Linked DNA regions of Sus scrofa: region 2 is linked to region 1. The links are chromatin contacts, called in public Hi-C maps. All regions are on one chromosome and are shown on one strand. The core of a region is the stretch at or near the end of the contact, and the rest is flanking DNA. Distances in the headings are between cores, read along the strand shown.

Region 1 (5,361 bases), core at 1,378-3,877:
TCTGATTCAACCCCTAGCCTGGGAACCTCTATATGTTGCAGATGCAGCCCTAGAAGGCAAAATAATAATAATAATAATAATAATAATAATAATAATTACAATGAAGAAAGCACAGGCTCAGATGGCTTCACTGATAAATTCTACAAAACATATAAAAGAGAACTGATATCAGCTCTTCGTAAACTTCCAAAAGAAAAAAAAAGAAGAGGAAGAAACACTTCCATATTCATCCTATGAGGTACATATTACCCTGATACTAAAACCAGACAAAACATCACAAGAAAACTACAAAATATATCTAAGGAGTTCCCATCTTAGCCCAATGGTTATATATATACATATATACATATCTTATAAATAAATACAGACATAAAAATCTACAAAACACTAGCAAACCAAATTTGCAGCAATATATAAAAAGAATTATATGCCATGATAAAGTGGGATTTGTTCCAGGAGTGTAAGCTGGTATAACAATCCAAAAATCAATTAATGTCGGAGTTCCTGTCATGGCTCAGTGGTTAACGAATCTGACTAGGAACCATGAGGTTGCGGGTTCAATCCCTGGCCTTGCTCAGTGGGTTAGGGATCTGGCGTTGCCGTGAACTGTGGTGTAGGTTACAGACTCAGCTTGGATCTGGCATTGCTGTGGCTGTGGCGTAGGCCAGTGGCTATAGCTCGGATTCCACCCCTAGCCTGGGAACCTCCATATGCCGCAGGAGCAGCCTAGAAAAGGCAAAAAGACAAAAAGACAAAAAAATATATATATCAATTAATGTGATACAACCTTACCAACAGAATAAAGGGAAAAAACCCACATCTCAGTGCGGTCTATTGATCATCTCAATAGACACAGAAGACTTTCGACAAAATCCAATACTCCTTCATGGTAAAAACACTTCAAAAACTAAAAATCCCTCAACCGGATAAAGGGCAACTACAAAAACTCCATAGCTACCATCACACTCAAGAGTGACAGACGGGAGGTCCTGTCGTGGCGCAGTGGTTAATGAATCCCACTAGGAACCATGAGGTTGCAGGTTTGGTCCCTGGCCTTGCTCAGTGGGTTGGGGATCCGGCGTTGCGGTGAGCTGTGGTGTAGGCTGCAGATGCGGCTCGGACCCCGCGTTGCTGTGGCTCTGGCGTAGGCTGGTGGCTACAGCTCCGATTCGACCCCTAACCTGGGAATCTCCATGTGCCGCAGAAGCGGCCCTAGAAAAGGCAAAAAGACAAAAAAAAAAAAAAAAAAAAAAAAAAAGAGTGACAGACGGAAAGCGTCTCCCCCAAGATCAGGAACAAGACAAGATGTTTGTTCAGTCTCTGCATTTCTTTTCAACCCTGTGCCGAGGTTCTAGTAGGGCAATGAGGTAAAAAAAATAAGAGGCATCCAGATTGGAAAGAGAAAAGGCAATATTATCTCTGTTTTCAAATTACATGACATTGTATCTAGAAAAGTCTAAGGAATCTACTATATTTAACAATTGTTCAGGAGTTCCCGTTGTGGCTCAGTGGGTTAAGAACCCAACATAGTGTCCTTAAGGATATTGGTTCTATCCCTGGGCCCACTCACGGCAGTAAGGATCTGGCATTGCTGTGAGCTGCAGCAGAGGTCACAGATGCGGCTTGGATCCTGAGTTGCTGTGGCTGTGGTGTAGGCCGGGAGCTGTGGTGGAGGCCGGCAGTTGCAGCTCCAACTCGACTCCTAGCTTGAGAACTTCCATACGCCATGGGTGCAGCCATTAAAAAAAAAAAAAAAAAAATTGTACAGATTGTGCCCAAATGCCCTCTAGGATGGCTGTAGCGGTTTCCAGGTCCCCCAGTTGGTGGTGGGGGGTGGAGGGCCATCCGGGAGCCTCCACACTTCCCACCGCTCCAAGCCCGCACATCTTCCTGCACAGGCCCTCCCAGCTCCCAGAAACCTGCGCTACACTTCGGGTCCCCCACACCCTCCGGGCAGTGCTCCTTGGGACTCCACTCAGTGACTTGGTCCTGCAGCTGCCTCGAGCTCAATCCTGCCCATGGGTCTCGGACTGTAGTGTCCTCGCTCCCCAGCCTCCCCAGGGATCAATGCAGCCCATGGTGGGGGAGGACACAGCTGTGGAGATGGGGGTGGGGAAAGGATGCCTTGAGTAGGGACAGGCCAAAGAATCCTCTAAGAAAGGGACTGGGGCGGGGGTGGGGGGGGGTTGTCCTGCTCCACTGCTCCAGCCCCCTTCACTCACTCACCTCAGCCTCAGCCAGTCTGATCTGCTGCTCCAGATCCTCAGGGATCATTTTCCCTCTGGAAAAGAAAACTGAGTAGGTAGAGAAGTAACAGACTCTCTAGACTAGGCGGCAGAACTGTCGAGAGCAGGGTAATGTGAGCTTAGCAATGCAGAGGCCACAATGTTGATTTTTCCCTAAGAGGGGTAAACAGATCTCAGGGACAGGGCGGAGACTCTAAGCAGGCACTGGTAGGCATGAAGCAGCAATTCTGGGGGAACAGACTAGGGAGAGAAGTCCACTGGGGTGTGGGCCCCAGGCCAGAGCCTCTGGCAGCGGGAGGGCACGCTAAGCCAGGCTGGGTCTGAGCCACGCAGACAGAAGGACCTTCACCTCTCATCTGCCTGGACTATTCGGACACTGTCGGTGCCAAGTCCCAGAAAGGCAGCTCCCTTCTTGATGGAGTAATGACACTGTGGAGGAAGGCAGAGGGCCGGGGGAGGAGTGGAGAGAGACTGGTGAAATACACGAGATCCTGGACACCAGGGCTTCTCCGATGTTCTCGCATCCCCGGTGGGTCTGGTTAAAATGCAGATTCCTATTCAGTAGGTCTGGGCTGGGACCCGAGACTCTGCATTTCTTTTTCTTTTTTTTGGGGGGGTGCATCTTTTTAGGGCCGCATCCACAGCATAGGGAGGTTCCCAGGCTAGGGGTCGAATTGGAGCTATAGCTGGCCTACACCACAGCCACAGCAATGCCAGATCCAAGCCGTGTCTGCGACCTACACTACAGCTCACGGCAACGCCGGATCCTTAACCCACTGGGCAAGGCCAGGGATTGAACCTGTGTCCTCATGGATGCTAGTCAGATTCATTTCTGCTGATTTCTGATGGGAGCTCCAAGAATCTGAATTTCTAACAAGCTCCCAGGTTATACAGACACCGCTGTGAACCATACTCTTAGTAGAAAGCGTTCCTGGCTGCCCCTCCACTACCCCCAGACAGAAGCCAAGGTGAATGGAAGTGTTTCCTCCATCCCCCTGGTTAGAAGGAGGCAGATCTGCCGGGGGGGGGGGGGGGGCAGGCTGGCCTCAGCAGAGGTAGGTCTGGGCAGGCAGAGAACCTGACGGGTCTCAGACTCAGCTGGGTGGAGGTTAGAATTAGGAGCCCCGGGAAGGCTCGTGCCACTTCTCACCTCCTTGGATGTGAAGAGGGCCAGGGGTGGCAGTGCCCGGAGGCCCCTCTGTTTGCAATCCGGGTAGCGCTGATAGCGGGCCAGGTTCATAGCATACATGTTGGAGATGGAGCCACCTGTCACAGGGAAGAGGTGGTAGCGAGAGGGAGGGGCAGTGGGTCAGAACTGGAGTGCGGCTCTCCTGACCTCTCCACCCAGAACTGATCAAAGAAGCAGAGTGATTGGCTCTCAGGCCATGAGTTCTAAGGGCTCGACCAATGGCAAGCCAGCAAGCCAGAAGCGGGATCTGCAGATTCCCTGGACTACCCCTCCTTATCCTGGGCCGATCCCAGGATCCACCCCCACCCCCCATCAGGTCACTGAAGTGCTGATCCCACGGACTGTTGGGCAAACACCAGGATACGGGGGATTGGACAGCTTTTCTCAGGTTTGGCCCGAGCCCAGCTGGAGAAGAAACAAAGAGGACGTGCCCCTCGCTGCCAGCTGAGAGCCAGAGAACAGCGGGAGAGGAGGAACACTTGAAAAGACCAAAGACAGGCACCCCCCCTCCTGGTCACATACCAGGGCAAAAGACCCCATCCCCAGAGCTCCAGCCCACCAGGGCCCGGAGTTTCTTCAGCACCTCTTCTTCCATGAGTACAAACACGGGGGCGATTTCATACGTGTACCTGCCAGGAGAGGGGATAATGAGAACTGGAGGGACTCTTAGAGGAGTGGGGGAGAGAGGGAGCGAGGGGAGGGTCCAAAGAGAGGACTGGGCTGAGGACAAAGAACCAGGGAAGGAGGAGAAACAACGGGAGCCCGGAGGTATAAGAAAGCCTGGAGAAAGGGAGCCCAAAGGGTACGAGGGTGAAGACTCTGCCAGCAGAGATTGGCAGCAAAGAGAGGGGGCAATCCCCATTCTCTCCCCATGCCAGGTGTGCCCCCTGCAGACCCAAGTCCTTTGTGGGGTGGGAGAGGGGGCCCAGGGATGGCTCACTGGCTGGTGTTGAGGCTCTCGGTGACAATGCGCCCAGCTAGGGCATGGGGATCCAACCCTGAGAAGAGCTGGTTGAAGAAACGAGGGTGACCTGGAGAAGCGGGCAGGGGGCTCAGGGTGGAGCTGAGGATGAATCCCAGACACTCCTCCCTCCGGGACCCAGGACCCACAGGTCTTCACGCTGTAGCGGATCACAGCCCGGCACCGCTCTAGGATCTGCTCCTGTGACTCCCCCTCGCTGCGCAGCTCCAAGTCCAGCAGCTGTTTCAGCTCCTCTGGCTCCTTCCACTCGCAGACCTAGAAGGAGCGGGAGATCCTGGGGGCCCTGAGACACCCCACGGACTGGCTGCCCAAACCACGTCTCGACAGACACAAGGCACCACCAACTTGCACTTCCAGCAAGATGGGAATAATTTTCAAAGCAACAGCAGAACATGGGTAAATAAACACCGTCTGACCCAGTGTATAATCCCCGAGGCACAGTGAGACAGTGATGAATTCTAGGGAGAAGCCTGGATAGAGGAGGAATGTTCTGAGCCGGGTTTGATGGGCAGGAGGAGAAGGGAGAAAAGACCCACCTTCTCGGAGGCGCTGGTCCCTTTCCTAATGACCTCATCCACCACGATGCCAAACACATCCTGGAGCAAAGCTTCTGCAGCCGCGGGGTCCCCATCAAGGGAGAGGAGTGGTTTGGAGTCAGCCATCAGGATAAGGTCTGTGAGCAGAGCAGGAGTTATTCTGCACTCAGCCTGTGGACCCCATCTGAACCTAACCAGCCAAGAACCCCAACTCCATGAGGGGCGCAGTCGTGCGGCTCAGCCCCAGCCTTCACGGTGCAGACAAGGGCAAGTGAGAGCTTCCGAGGAGAGGGCCAGGAGAAACAGGTGGGAAAGAAAAAAGGCGGTTTGTGCTGAGCAGGTGGAATCCAGCAGCCACTGCCCACCTAAGGCACAGATTGAGAGGCTTACCTTTCAGCTCAGGCTTCT
Region 2 (5,218 bases), core at 2,595-5,094, 47 kb after region 1:
ATTTTTTTAAAAAAAGCTCTTTACAGCCAAAACTGGCACACAACATTATGTCAGTTATACTTCAATTAAAAAAATTTTTTTAAACTCTTACCAAAAAAACAAAAAACATCTTCTTATAACTCAGCAGCAGAAAGAGAAACAACCCTATTTTAAAATGGGCAAAGGACTTAAATAGACATTTCTTTAAAGAACGTAGACAAGTGGCTAACAACAGATAAAAAGATGCTCGACCAAATTAGTCATCAGGAAATGCAAATCAAAACCACAGTGAGAGACTACTTCGCACCGGCTTGGATGGCCCAAATCAAAAAAACAGAAAATAAGCGTTGATGAGGATAAGGAGAAAATAGAACCTTCAAACATATGTAAAATGGTACAACCACTGTGGAAAACAGTTTGGTGATTCTTTAAGAAGTTAAAACACAGGATTACCCTGGGACTTGACGATTTCACCCGTAGGTTTATCCCTAAGAGAACTGAAAAAGGGTGTGTAGACAAACACAAACTTGCCCAAGAATGTTCATCACAGTACCATTCACAGCAGCGAAAATGTAGAAACAACCCAAATGCCCATCACCTGCTAACTGGATGAATAAAATGAGGCATATCCACACCATGAAATATTATTTGGCCATAAAAAGGAATGAAGTAGTCATATGTACTACAGTGTGGATGAACCTTGAAAACAGGCTAAAGGAACCAGACCAGTCACCAAAGACTACATATTGTTCAATGCAATTTATGTGAAAGAACCCGCCTGGACAACTCCGTGGAGATGGAAAGTCGATTCGTAGTTGCCAAGAGCTGGTGAGGAAGGGAAGATGGGGAGTGGCTGCTTAATGGGCAGTTTCCTTTTGGGGTAAGAAAAATTTCTGGAACTAGATCGTGGTTATGGTTGCACAACATGGCGAATGTCCTAAATGCCACTGAATTGTACGCTTAAAATGGTTAAAATGATACACTGGATGTATATGTCATCACAATCAAAAAAAAAAAAAAATCAGAAAGTGAGAAATCTCCCACGCTCCTATCCGATATACTCCAAATAAATAACCTTTATTTATTATTATCTTCTATTGCTTAGGATCTTTCTAGAGATTTTTAGTGCACATACAAACTAATATGAACACTTATATCCTGGACTTCCCTGGTGGCTCAGCAGGTTAAGGATCTGGCATTATCCCTGCTGTGGCGAGGGCTTGATCCCCCACTGGGGAACTTCCACATGCTGTGGGTAAGGCCAAAAAAAATAAAAAAGAACATATATATTCTCTTCAAATGATAGAATTCTACAAGTGATAGAATACTTAATATCCAGTATTATGTCTTTTTTTTTTTTTTTTTTTTTTTTTTAGGGCTGCACTTGTGGCACGTGAAGGTTCCCAGGCTAGGGGTCTAATCGGAGCTACAGTTGCCGGTCTACACCACAGCCCCAGCAACGCCGGATCCAAGCCACGTCTGCCACCTACACCACAGCTCACAGCAACACTGGATCCTTAACCCACTGAGATGAGGCCAGGGATGGAACCTGTAACCTCATGGTTCCTAGTCAGATGCATTGCTGCTGCACCATGAACTCCCGCCTTTTTTTTTTTTTTTTTTTTTTTTAACGTTTTACTTGCTTTAACTGCTTCTTTTCTTGGAAGTTCCTGCTACCGAAGAAAATGAAAATGAGGAACACCCTTGTTCATCTTTACAGCCACATTTCCATTGCATGGATGTACTTAGTCTCTCATGGTGGGAATTTACGTCGTTTCTAATTTGTTCACAATTGTAAACAATAAAAATCATGTATTTATCATTTCTCATGCATGCAGGTTGTAGGGTAAAGCCCTGGAAAAGGATGTGCAGAGTTACTCAATAGGTATCATTTATAATATCGGCATGTGGTGCCTACATAACCCCCTGAGGGTCTGTGCCAGTTCACATCTCCAGCGGCGGTGAATTTGAAAGACCAGCTCACTCCTTGTCGGGAGCATCTGGGCTGAGACGCAGTACCAGATGCTCTGTGCGGAGTGTGGGGAAGGGTGGAGTACCAAGCCTCTGACCACCCCCATCCTGCTCCCCACCACCTGCGGCCTCAGGCGGAGGGAGTAGATATATAATTAACAAAGCCTCCACCCTCCAATGAGAGGCGGCCCAGGGCCCAGCCTTGGTGTAACCTCAAGCCCCACTCACTCTGCACGCCTGTGGTGGGGAGGCTGGGGATGCTGCAGCACAAAGCCCAGCTTGGACTCATCTCTCATAGGTGGGGCTCCGGGCCACCCTGGTTCCCCAGGATAGAACAGTCCCAAGGAGAGCAAAGGAGTGGCTCATCTCCCCTAAAGGGGTCCCTTGGACCCTCCTCCCCTAACCCCTTCTCCCCTTCTTGGGATACCTGACCTGCCAGCAATTTCTTTTAATCTTCAATCTGTCTTTCTCTGTCTCTGTCTCTTCTTCCTCTTAAAAAATCTGATTACATCCCTTGGCCTCTTCTCCATTTATTCACAGTTCTTTGTTTTACTTTTTTGTTGTTGCTGTGTGTGTGTGTGTGTTTTTGTTTTTTTTGGTTTTTTTTTTTTTTTTTTTTTTTGGTCTTTCTGTCTTTTCTAGGGCCGCACCCAAGGCATATGGAGGTTCCTAGGCTAGGGGTCTAATTGGAGCTTTAGCCACCGGCCTACACCAGAGCCACAGCAAAAACGCCAGATCCGAGCTGCGTCTGCAACCTACACCACAGCTCACAGCAATGCTGGATCCTTAACCCACTGAGCGAGGCCAGGGATCGAACCTGCCATCTCATGGTTCCGAGTCAGATTCGTTAACCACAGAGCCATGACGGGAACTTGAGTTCTTTGTTTTTCTTCCTTTTCCCCTCTGATCCTAGCCATAGAATGGCAGAACCTTCTCTTTCAACCCCCCTTTTTTTGCAACGGGAAACCCAGAGTGGGTAAGTGACTTGTCCAAGGTCCTCCAGTGACCTTGAGCTGAGCAGGGACTGACATAGGCCAGACCTCTTGCTTGGCTGCTTTCCTCCCCATCCAACCCAGGCACCATCTTCATGGAAAATTGTGCCTTCTCCCCACCAGCCCCTGTGGGCTCTAGCTCCTCGCCTTTCTCCTTCCTCGAGGTCTTGGCCAGTTTTTCCTTCCCTCCCTCTGGGGTTGACAATTTTCCTGGACTTCATTCTGACTTCAGTACACACCCTAAAGCCCCCTCAGCTGCTGAGAAACAGAATGTCTTCCGGACCCATCCAGATCTTTCAAGTCAGACGGCATCCTCTGCTGCCCACCCAGAATCACAAGGAGGGGGCAGAACCAAGCCTCTGAGCCACGGTCTCCCAGGAGTGTGGGCTCTGTGACCAAGGTGCCGACGGAATGGAGGTCTGAGCCAAGCACCAGGCAATAGGCAGCTGGGGAGTAATATTGGGAGACCCTTACCTTGTAATCCTTGGCACCGGGGCAGCAGGCAAATGCTGGGCAGCAGGCAAATGCTAGCACTCAGGCATCCCCTTCCTCCTTTTCCTCTCTCCAGTGGGAAACGAATGTAAAAGAGATGGGAGGGGGGAGCAGAGGCTGGGGGGAGGCGCGGGAGGGGGAGTGCTTCTGAGGAAGGAACAGAGACAGGAGATCTTGGGATGCAGAAAGGACTTCAGAGGCTTTCTCCAGACTCAACGGAGTGTCTTCAGGTGAGAGCCCTCTTCCCAGGAGGGTGGGACCAGGTGGGGCCTGGCTGGGAAGGAGAGGAGGCAGGAGGGCTTAGGCCCTGGTACTCACAGGTGGATGAGGAGCAGCCCTTCCTCCGGTGGTAGCGGCAGCCTTTGTGTACTGATCTGGGAGGCTGCAGAGGAGGAAGTGACACGCCCCGGGTGGGGGAGACTGGAGGGTGGTGGGGGTGACTGATCTAGAAGGTGGAGCAGATAAGGGTGAAACTGGGCCGAGGGAGTTGAAGATACAGGTGTCTGGAAGAAGGAAGCAAGGAAGCTCATCTGCGGAGCCCCTGTTATGTGCCAGGTGCATCGAAATGTTAGAATTAATCGTCACAACAATTTTCGGACATAGGTGTGAACCTCCTCGCAGCCCCCTGATTTTACAGACGTAGAGGTTTAGCAATACGAAGAATTTTGCCCAAGGTCACATAGGCAGCAATTAGCTGGTCTGGATTTAAATCGAGGTCTGCCTGCCTCCCAAATTGATAGTATCTCCACTTCCTCATATAGGACCGTGATAAGGAAGAAAAAATTTGGAGGCAAGAAGTCCTGTGGCGGGAGGTTAGCGACTATTGTTCATTCTGAAAACCACTGTCTTGCAACGGGTGCTCAGCTCTGTGGGCTCTGGGGCCAAAGGCCCCAAGTTCCAATCCTGGCTCTGTTACTCATGGGTAGTGGGGACCTAGTCAGTTGCTTACTGTGCCTGTGGCTCTTTTCTCATCGGTCAAGTGGCACTCATAGGATGGTTGTGAGAAGTAAATGAGGGAATTTGTACTGATTGCTTAGAGGAGAACGTGGCACTTACGAAGGGTTCAATAAGTCAGTCGGTGGACGAGAAGTAATGGGGGCGGGAGGCTTTGAGGGAATCAAGGTCCAGACAACTGGAAAGTTGGAGAGACAGGCCCAGGGCCAGGCTCAGAGAACGCGATTGGGGAGCCAAGGAGCCAGAACGGTAGTGGACCCCAAGACAGGGGTGGAGGCGGCAAACTGGCTGAAGCTGAGCACCGGTCTGGCAGCTGGAGTGGGTCAGGGAGAAGGCCCACAGGGCCAAGGGGTTGAGGCCCACACTTGACCACAGGGAGTTTTGGAAAGGAACTGGATGTGATGGCTGTGTCCACAGGTCTGTCTTCCCTGCTAAGAGGCCACGGCGCCCTGTCCCCCAGCAGGTGTTCAGGGCCCATCATATGGGGTGTAGGAGGGTAGCTGCTGGAGGAGCCCCTGGAGAGAAGGGGGTCCTTTCTCTGGGTGGGCTTCAGCCAGGCCTCTGGCTCTGAGACCTCTGCCCTTCCCCCACAAGCAAGGTTGCCATGGCAATGACCCCTCCTTCCCCATAGGCCCTGTGGTTTCCTCTAGAGCTTCTTTCACTTTCTTCTTCTGCTTTTCCCACTCCTCCCCTTCTCCCACATCCTCCACCTCCCTCCCCCACAGGCACAGGTCACCGGTGAAGACAGCCGGTGAAGACAGCCGAGGGCAGGTAGGCCACTGTCCCAGGGAGGAAGGTGGGCGGGGTGGGATAGATGCTGATGGGAGTCA

The links. A called contact is a pair of places that touch in the nucleus more often than the background predicts.
Region 2: a contact with region 1 is called in a Hi-C map of liver, with 2.0 times the contacts expected there. The contact joins the promoter of ITGB7 here to the enhancer-like site in region 1. A contact is called at or near these places in 2 of 5 promoter capture datasets (fetal liver and liver), 18 of 47 Hi-C or Micro-C datasets (alveolar macrophages, blood, embryonic fibroblasts and 10 more) and 2 of 2 datasets of contacts at active chromatin or transcription factors (alveolar macrophages and skeletal muscle).

What each region holds. Positions count from the first base shown.
Region 1 is chr5:18,384,369-18,389,729 of Sscrofa11.1, forward strand. It overlaps CSAD (cysteine sulfinic acid decarboxylase), which reads right to left. Exons shown (of 17, transcript XM_021091702.1): 4 at 4,954-5,090; 5 at 4,546-4,672; 6 at 4,376-4,466; 7 at 3,958-4,064; 8 at 3,397-3,512; 9 at 2,596-2,675; 10 at 2,227-2,281. Among named protein-coding and RNA genes, the nearest start is that of ZNF740, 22 kb to the right of the region's middle. Within about 2 kb of position 2,628, at least 5 of the 83 cell types and tissues checked have an H3K27ac peak or open chromatin away from gene starts, as enhancers often do. A contact at or near this core is called in fetal liver, liver and skeletal muscle, where this site is marked.
Region 2 is chr5:18,430,532-18,435,749 of Sscrofa11.1, forward strand. It overlaps ITGB7 (integrin beta-7), which reads right to left and starts at 3,845. Exons shown (of 16, transcript XM_003355416.5): 1 at 3,753-3,845; 2 at 3,417-3,581.